Regions from separate parts of the Zea mays genome. Here region 1 is linked to region 2. The links are chromatin contacts, called in public Hi-C maps. All regions are on one chromosome and are shown on one strand. Each heading gives the region's core, a stretch centred on a gene start, on an enhancer-like site or on the middle of the called end of the contact. The rest is flanking DNA. Distances are from core to core; before and after follow the strand shown. Region 1 holds the start of LOC103635907. Region 2 holds the start of LOC100275324.

Evidence for each region. Hi-C and Micro-C count contacts between places; a contact is called where the count stands out from the background.
Region 1: a Hi-C map of leaf shows a contact between it and region 2, with 6 times the contacts expected there. The contact joins the promoter of LOC103635907 here to the promoter of LOC100275324 in region 2. A contact is called at or near these places in 7 of 25 Hi-C or Micro-C datasets (bundle sheath, ear, leaf and 3 more) and 1 of 3 datasets of contacts at active chromatin or transcription factors (leaf).

What each region holds. Positions count from the first base shown.
Region 1 is chr8:132,669,282-132,672,880 of Zm-B73-REFERENCE-NAM-5.0, reverse strand. It overlaps LOC103635907, which reads left to right and starts at 1,742. Exons shown (of 13, transcript XM_035961804.1): 1 at 1,742-3,599.
Region 2 is chr8:132,400,823-132,404,421 of Zm-B73-REFERENCE-NAM-5.0, reverse strand. LOC100275324 reads left to right here and starts at 2,244. Exons shown (of 1, transcript NM_001149427.2): 1 at 2,244-2,913. The coding sequence starts at 2,343. The coding sequence ends at 2,564.

The DNA of each region.
Region 1 (3,599 bases), core at 493-2,992, 270 kb before region 2:
AACACAAATTACCGAACCAATTAACGAACTAACTAAATATAAAATCTAACTAAGTGAACAAAGTGTATACATACAAAATTGTTAAATAACTAAGTATATACTAACAACATTGGTAATCCAACTAACTAAACTAATTATATACTAACAATATTTGTAACTAACTAAGTATATACTAACAAAATTAGTAACTAACTAACTATATATACTAACTAACTCAACTAAAAAATTATGAAAATTAGTAACCTGCGAGGCGGCGAGCGGCGGGGTGCGGTGAACGATGACGAGCCGGCGTGCGCGATGAGTGGCAGCGACATGGAGCAATGGAGGTGCGTGGGGAGCGTGGAGCAGCATGGGCGGAGGTAGCGCAACGGCGACACTCAGGGGCGGCGACGACATGGAGCAGTGGAGGTGGCATAGCGGAGTGGAGCAGCAGGGGCAGAGTCATGGCCTCGCCGGAGAAGAGAAGAGAAGGGGCGGAGGTTGGCGCGGCGGCGGCAACGCAGCCTTAGCGCGGGGGCGGAGAAGAGAAGGGCTAGTGTGGCCCTATACTACTGAGCTCGGCGCCAATATATGTGGTGCCGAGCTTGGTGCCACGTGAGTTGCCACGTTGACCAGCCTACCAGCGAATCCCTCAGCTCGCTGCCATGAGCTAATGCACCAAGACGTGTTACCTCGGTGCCATGTCCTATAGCGCCGAGCAAATGGTCTAAAAACAGTATTAAGTTGTCCAAAGGTCTAAACGTGATTTTTTTTCGAAAAAGGGCTAAAATACAAAGGAGGGCTCCAGCAAGCAGTTAGAGCCGGAGCCGCCTGAGAGCCTCTCTCTCAAACGAGCACTAAGTCCAACACAAGCAGTAGGAGCGAAACCAGAAGCGAATTCTTATATACTTTAGGGCCCGTTTGTTTCCTTTTATTTTAAGGAATTGGATCTAACTAATAGAATAAGTTATTTTTTAGAATATGTCATTCTACAACTTTCTAAAGTGTATATATAAACATATCTCAAATTTATGGGGTGAAAGATGAAAATTGATTCTATAAATTTATATGCTATTTTTAATGTACAATTTATAGCACACTTTCTACTTGCTTCTCTATAATATAAATGTAGTGTATAAAAATATATTACATAGATAAACATATTAACTTAACTAGTTTTATCTAAATTAATTATTAGAATAGAATCATTCCAATACAATACGGGCCCTTTGTGTAAAATAATAAAAAAAATTAAAGATATATAGATGATGTCACGGGCCACGCACCATAGACCGCTGGCCCAGGCTCGTATCCGCCAAGCAGAGAGCCGGTAGCCAACGACCAGGAAATTGGGCCCAAAAAGGGTGCATCTGGACTGCTTGTAGTAATTCGGCGCCCTGTCAAGGATTTACTGCGATGCGCACGGCTCAACAATAGCGGCCCATATGGCCCTCCGCGGTCCGCGCTGCTTCCTGCGCCTGCTCCCGTGATTCGCCCGAAGGACACAGGCGCACCAGCGACAAGCGCACCACGCGGCCACGCGGCACGCCCCCGGCCGGCCGTCCCCCACAGCCGCACGCGCGCACCGGCGCACGCACCACCGCCCACCGGCCACAGCGCCGCAGCAAAAGCGAAGCGAACCAGAGTGGCAATGCACGATCACTGCCGCCGCGCCGCCTACTTCCCTGCCCCGTGCCGCCGCGGCCTGCCTGAGCGAGCGGTTGCCTGCCAGGTACCCACCCGCTCCGCCCTTCTCTGCTGTTCGCGTGCCGTTGTGTTGTTGATTCGAGGATGCGGCTAGAGATTCGGTACCGATGGTGGCGCGAATTTCGCAGGGCGGCAGTTTTGACGCGCACGTTCGCCCGTGTTTGCGGGTGGGGTTGGGTCCGCATTGCTGCATTGACGCATATGCGTCGCCCTCATTTCAGCTGGTTTGCTACATTGCAGCCACGTACGCTTAGATATGGTACAGCGATAGCGCAGTGGTTTGTGTGGAACACATTTGGCTGAAGTTACTCACTGATCAAAACCTGAAAGGTTCGTCTATGGTTTATGCTTGTTCAGTTCTTTTTAGCAATGAATGAACCCAGCTTGCAGTGCCATAATGTGTAGTAGGTCTAATTGCAGCACCGCTCTGTCAGCTGTGTGTGAGCACCGCTAATTGCTGCAAAGCAAGTCTTTGTTGTTGAGCTCAGCAGCTCATGGGCACACTTTTTAGACAAGGTTATCTGGTGAATATGACAGGCAGACAGCTGTAAACACTCCTTATGGAAATGGTGTGCTCCTCACGAAGTCAAAACTTATCGACGATGTATCCGAAGGATGATGGATGGATTTATTTTGTTGGAGTTGTGACCATTTGCATGTTCGTACTATTCTAATAGTTTTAAAGTGGTCCATGACATTCTTTTCACTGAATTGTGGTTAGCAAGCAATCTGCGCCACCTTCCCTAGCACTTCACTCTGTCTCCACACATTCAGTATGTGACTTGTCCAGATTCAAAACATCAGCCCCTGTAACATATCTGAAAAACAAGCCAAATTGGTGCTATAGATAAGTTAATTTGTGTTATCCTTTGAAAAGTAAGAATCCTCCCAAACAGGTGCAGAACTCAGGGCTTACACTTCCAAGCTTCAGCCTAGAGCCTAGTCCCAAAACAGATATCGCAAAACAGAATTTCACTAGCCTCTGTTTCTGCGCATACTACTGATATATTTTTTTTTCTCAAAAAACGCAGGAGAGCTGATTACTATATTAAGAAGAAAAAAGGGGCAAGAGCCCAAACAACCCCACAGACACCAGACGTCCAGACACACACTCACGCCCCAACATTCCCATACTACTGATCTTGTTTCAAATACATGGTGTGACTAGAAACTACCTGGCTTGATTATGGACATCCCTCTTTCTCTGACTCTAATCTATGAAGCAATACTTGGCCAATCAGTTTTATGGATGCTCACATTGTTTATAGATTGTCGATGCTTGATGCCTGCTTTATAAAAACACCTCCTGAATGACTTTTTTATTTATTGAGTTCCTACTATATATTACAAATTTTGTGCACAACATAGGTTCGGATGACCTTGTATTTCAATTATCATTATCCAAAGCCCTTGATAAAACACAGTACTGTGCTAGTGTGCTGTTGCATGTGAAACTCATTTTTAGCAGTACACAGTTTTTTCCATTCTGTATTCAACCTTCATAGAAAAGGATTCAACCTATAAATCGCAAACACAATTATTTGCATTGTGCAATTGTTATTTTTTGTTCAATTATCAGTTCAGTTCACAGAATGGGAACGTCTTGTTTTGTTCATATACTAATCGCATGCTTTTATCTGAGTACGAATTGAGTGGACTACGATGTGGCTTCAAATGCATGAAAGGGGTGGATATCAATATATCATGAGATCTTAATGCCTCAACAAACTCTATATTTGTGATTGCACCTCTGATCATCTGCATTGGTAATTTACTCTAGCAAAATCAGATACATGATCTTAACATTCTTTTTTCATCTGGTATTCCTATTTGTGATTACCATGTAGAAGCTTTCATAGTTAGTCTGATAGGATGCATACATCAATGAAAAGGTTAGTCTTAAAAAAATCGAC
Region 2 (3,599 bases), core at 995-3,494:
GGATGCCCAGGATGCATCATAACTCCGATTAGATTGGACTTTATATGGATGGAAAGATAAGGAGATAAGCTTTCCAACCCAACTGGTCCCACCATAAAATTCATCCGGAGTCAATGGGAATCATCGAAACAAGTCGATGTTCAGATTCTGTTTTGGTGTTGCAACATTGTGTGTTGGACCGTTGGGCCGTGTATCGTGTTGGAGCCTATTAGGGGTTCCTCCAGGGGTTGTGCACGCCCCTAACCTCTATTTTAACAGTAGCCTCTACCACATTAGGGTTTGGGTTTTGCTTAGATTATTCTGTCCTCGAACAGTTTAGCCGTCATCGGCTTGTGAGACCCCATCTCGTAATCAATACGGTTTGGTTGCGTTCTTCATGTTCTTGCTTGTGTTCTTGATGGCGCTTGCAGTGATAAGCCTTCGTGGCGAGGTCACTCATGTGTCACGAGTGATAACCAACAGAGCAGTGGTATCAAAGCCAGGTTCACTTGATAGGGAACGAGTCCCGATCTTCCGTGAGGTACGATAACTTGATTGGGTGGAGATCTCGACGTTGATGATCTAAGGCTCCAAAAGAACGGCTTCTCGCAATCACTACACCACTACTCCGTTGGTTATCACCCGTGAATTCGATACCTTTAGTGATGGCCATAGAGGTTATGGTGATGGTCGATGCGCTGATTTCGATAATCCGCGTGTAAGGCGTCGTGCACACGGACGCCTGGTAAGATTTGAAGACGAGGAGTTTGAAGGGCGTGATCGTGAGGAAGGATCTGATGAGAATCCCTTTGCAAATGATAGAATGTTTGGTCGGCGTCATCATCACCAACATGCTGACTTTAAAGATAGAGACTTGTATCATGGACGACGTCATAGAAATGACCCAGACAATATTGCCCGAGTTAAGTTGGATATGCCTAAATTTACGGGGAAAGAAAGTGCGGATGAATATCTTAACTGGGCTAAACCGTGTGATAAAATTTTTAGAGTTCACAATCTTTCAGATCAACACCGAGTGAACTTGGCCCCAGTCGTGTTTTCTGGTTATGCTCTTACTTGGTGGAATCAATTAAAAGAACATTAATTTTAAATAGAACACGAAGTCAAAATCTTTAAGATAGTCCATGAGACCGCGAGCTTGACGTCTAAATATTCTTTGAACCAATCAGGTTGAAACCGACATGGAAACCCAGCTATCATCTTCAGTGGATACTTAAAACCAGGTGGTGGCCTAAAAGGTTCTTTAATCAAATACTTTTGTCTTACCTTATTTTGTAGTTTTTCACCTATGTAATCTGAAATTCTCCTTCTATCTGATGGATCATATGGAAGCTCATCAAAATTTACCTTATGTCGTGAGATCCGTAAAGGATGATGAGTACCACAGTTGGTGTTTGGTGCATTTGGACTCTTCTTGATGTGCCTCCATCAACATCAGGACTATCGTTGTCGTCTCTTCGTGAAATGCCTCCCTCTGGATTCTCGTTGTCACTTGCTGGGGTTAATTTTCTTTTCAAAAAAACGTTCCAATGTGCTTTGGTTGCCTATTTAATTAGTCAACAATAATAAAAATCAAACACTGTAAATATTGAATGCACAAACAGCCGCATGGCGCACATGATTAAAAATCAATTTAGTCCTTACTTGTCATTTTGCTGGAACAAAGCATACACAAGAAGTTAAGACTTGAGAGGTTTGCTGAATCTGGAAGGTAAAAATCCCTACTTGGGTCTGCCTTTTGAATTTTGATTATATTATCTTTCTGAAAAAAATACAAAACCCTAACTAATTAAATGAGTATGGTGTTCATCAGTAGTTCAGTACGAGTGGCAACTGGCAAAATTGACAACTTTGGATTGGCCGGATTTGAATTTACCTGGTAGCATGTACATGTGCCTAGCCTTGCCGGACGCCTTGAGGGAGTTTCAAAGAGTCGCCGTTAGGAGTCTGGAGTCGCCTAGTCGCGAGAGGAACAGTCGAACTCGAACAGACGAACGTGATCTGTGCGATGCAAGGGACGACGGTCGTAGGACTCTTTAATGGCAACGAACGTGAATCACTAATGGGCTTACAGGCTGCGCTTCCTATTTTGCTCATTTGCTGGCTACTAGCAACTATGGTGCTATCAAGGGAAAACAAGTTACATGGGCTGTGCTAATGGGCTGCGCTTCCTATAGCTAGCCAGAAAATTAAAGAACTCGGCAAACCGCCTATAAATAGAGACCACCATATTTGATATTTCCACCCGCACCACCAAGCAATTAAGCTGTCAAGGGCAAACACCTAGCTACTACCATCCTCTAATCTCTCCCTAGCATCCAGCAGCAGAAAACTAGCTGACAATGTTTCGGCGCACCAAGACCACCATGGCCGCGCCAGCGCCACCACCTACTGACGGCGAGGTGAGGATTCAGAAAGTTGACAAGATCGAGCTCGTCTACAACATCCTTTCCAAGCCGAAACTGTACAAGGCGACTGCGGGAACCGGGAAGCATCCTGCCGCTGGACATGATCAGGCATCGGGCTGGAAGAAGACCGAGAACCCCAGCAGGCCTGCCTGCTAGGAGTGTGTTTTCTGTGGAAGACATCAACAAGAGGTCTGAAACGTACATCACGGAGATGAAGAAACGGTTTCTTGGCTAGCTATATATAGCAGCAGCTGAGCCTGTGATGATGACAAGAGGTGAAGATCTGGCAGTCAGTACTGGTGTCATCCATGCATGGAATTGGTTTGGCTATAGCCTATATGTATATATTTGATATTACCATGTGGAATGGAATATTTGAGAGACTGTGCTCTAGTTATATTTGCGTTTATGTATGATATATGCATGTTATGTACATTATATATAGAGAGAACATAACGTTGAGTAACAAGCTTATTAGTATGAGTATGAGTATACATGATGCCTGCAAGTTGGTCGTCGGAGATATGTAATTTTCCTGTTGTGCTTCTCAGGAACCTAACCTGTGCATGCAGTTACTTGCATGCTGTTCCTTTAATGACAATCTGCGATAGGGAACACTCAAATGCACCGCTACTAACTAGCCAAACAGCATCCTAACATAAGGGGTCTGTTCGAAACGAGAGAAAATGGCTTATTCGATACCGAAATCGGGTATTAGCAACACATGTCTTTCCTGTTTTCTTCTCTCTTTATCCAAGTGGTTTAATTACTCAGTCGTTTTGGTCATTTTTTGCATTGGTTTTAGTCCTGTTCTTTCTGAGTATCTTAAAAAAAAAGGTCAATCAATAAGGATGCATTGCCATGTCAAGCTAGAGTTGGTGGGTTAATTACACTGTGGATGCAGTTCTTGTGTATTTGCTTGTAATAAGCAGGTTCATACACATGAGCAGCTTCAGTGCTAGCAGAAGATGTTAGAGAGAGACAGACCAATTGCAAGCAACAACCACAGCAGACAAGTCTCTCTGGCGTGCAGCGTGGTGCGGAAGGCACCTGATGCGCGCGCTTCCACGCAAAAGTGTAATCTCATGCTTAGCTTTGTATCGATCGACCAGTCTAGATATATTTAGAATGATTGGAACTAACGTGGAGCAACCTGAGCAACACACATTCGGTTATTGCATCAGCGTCTTT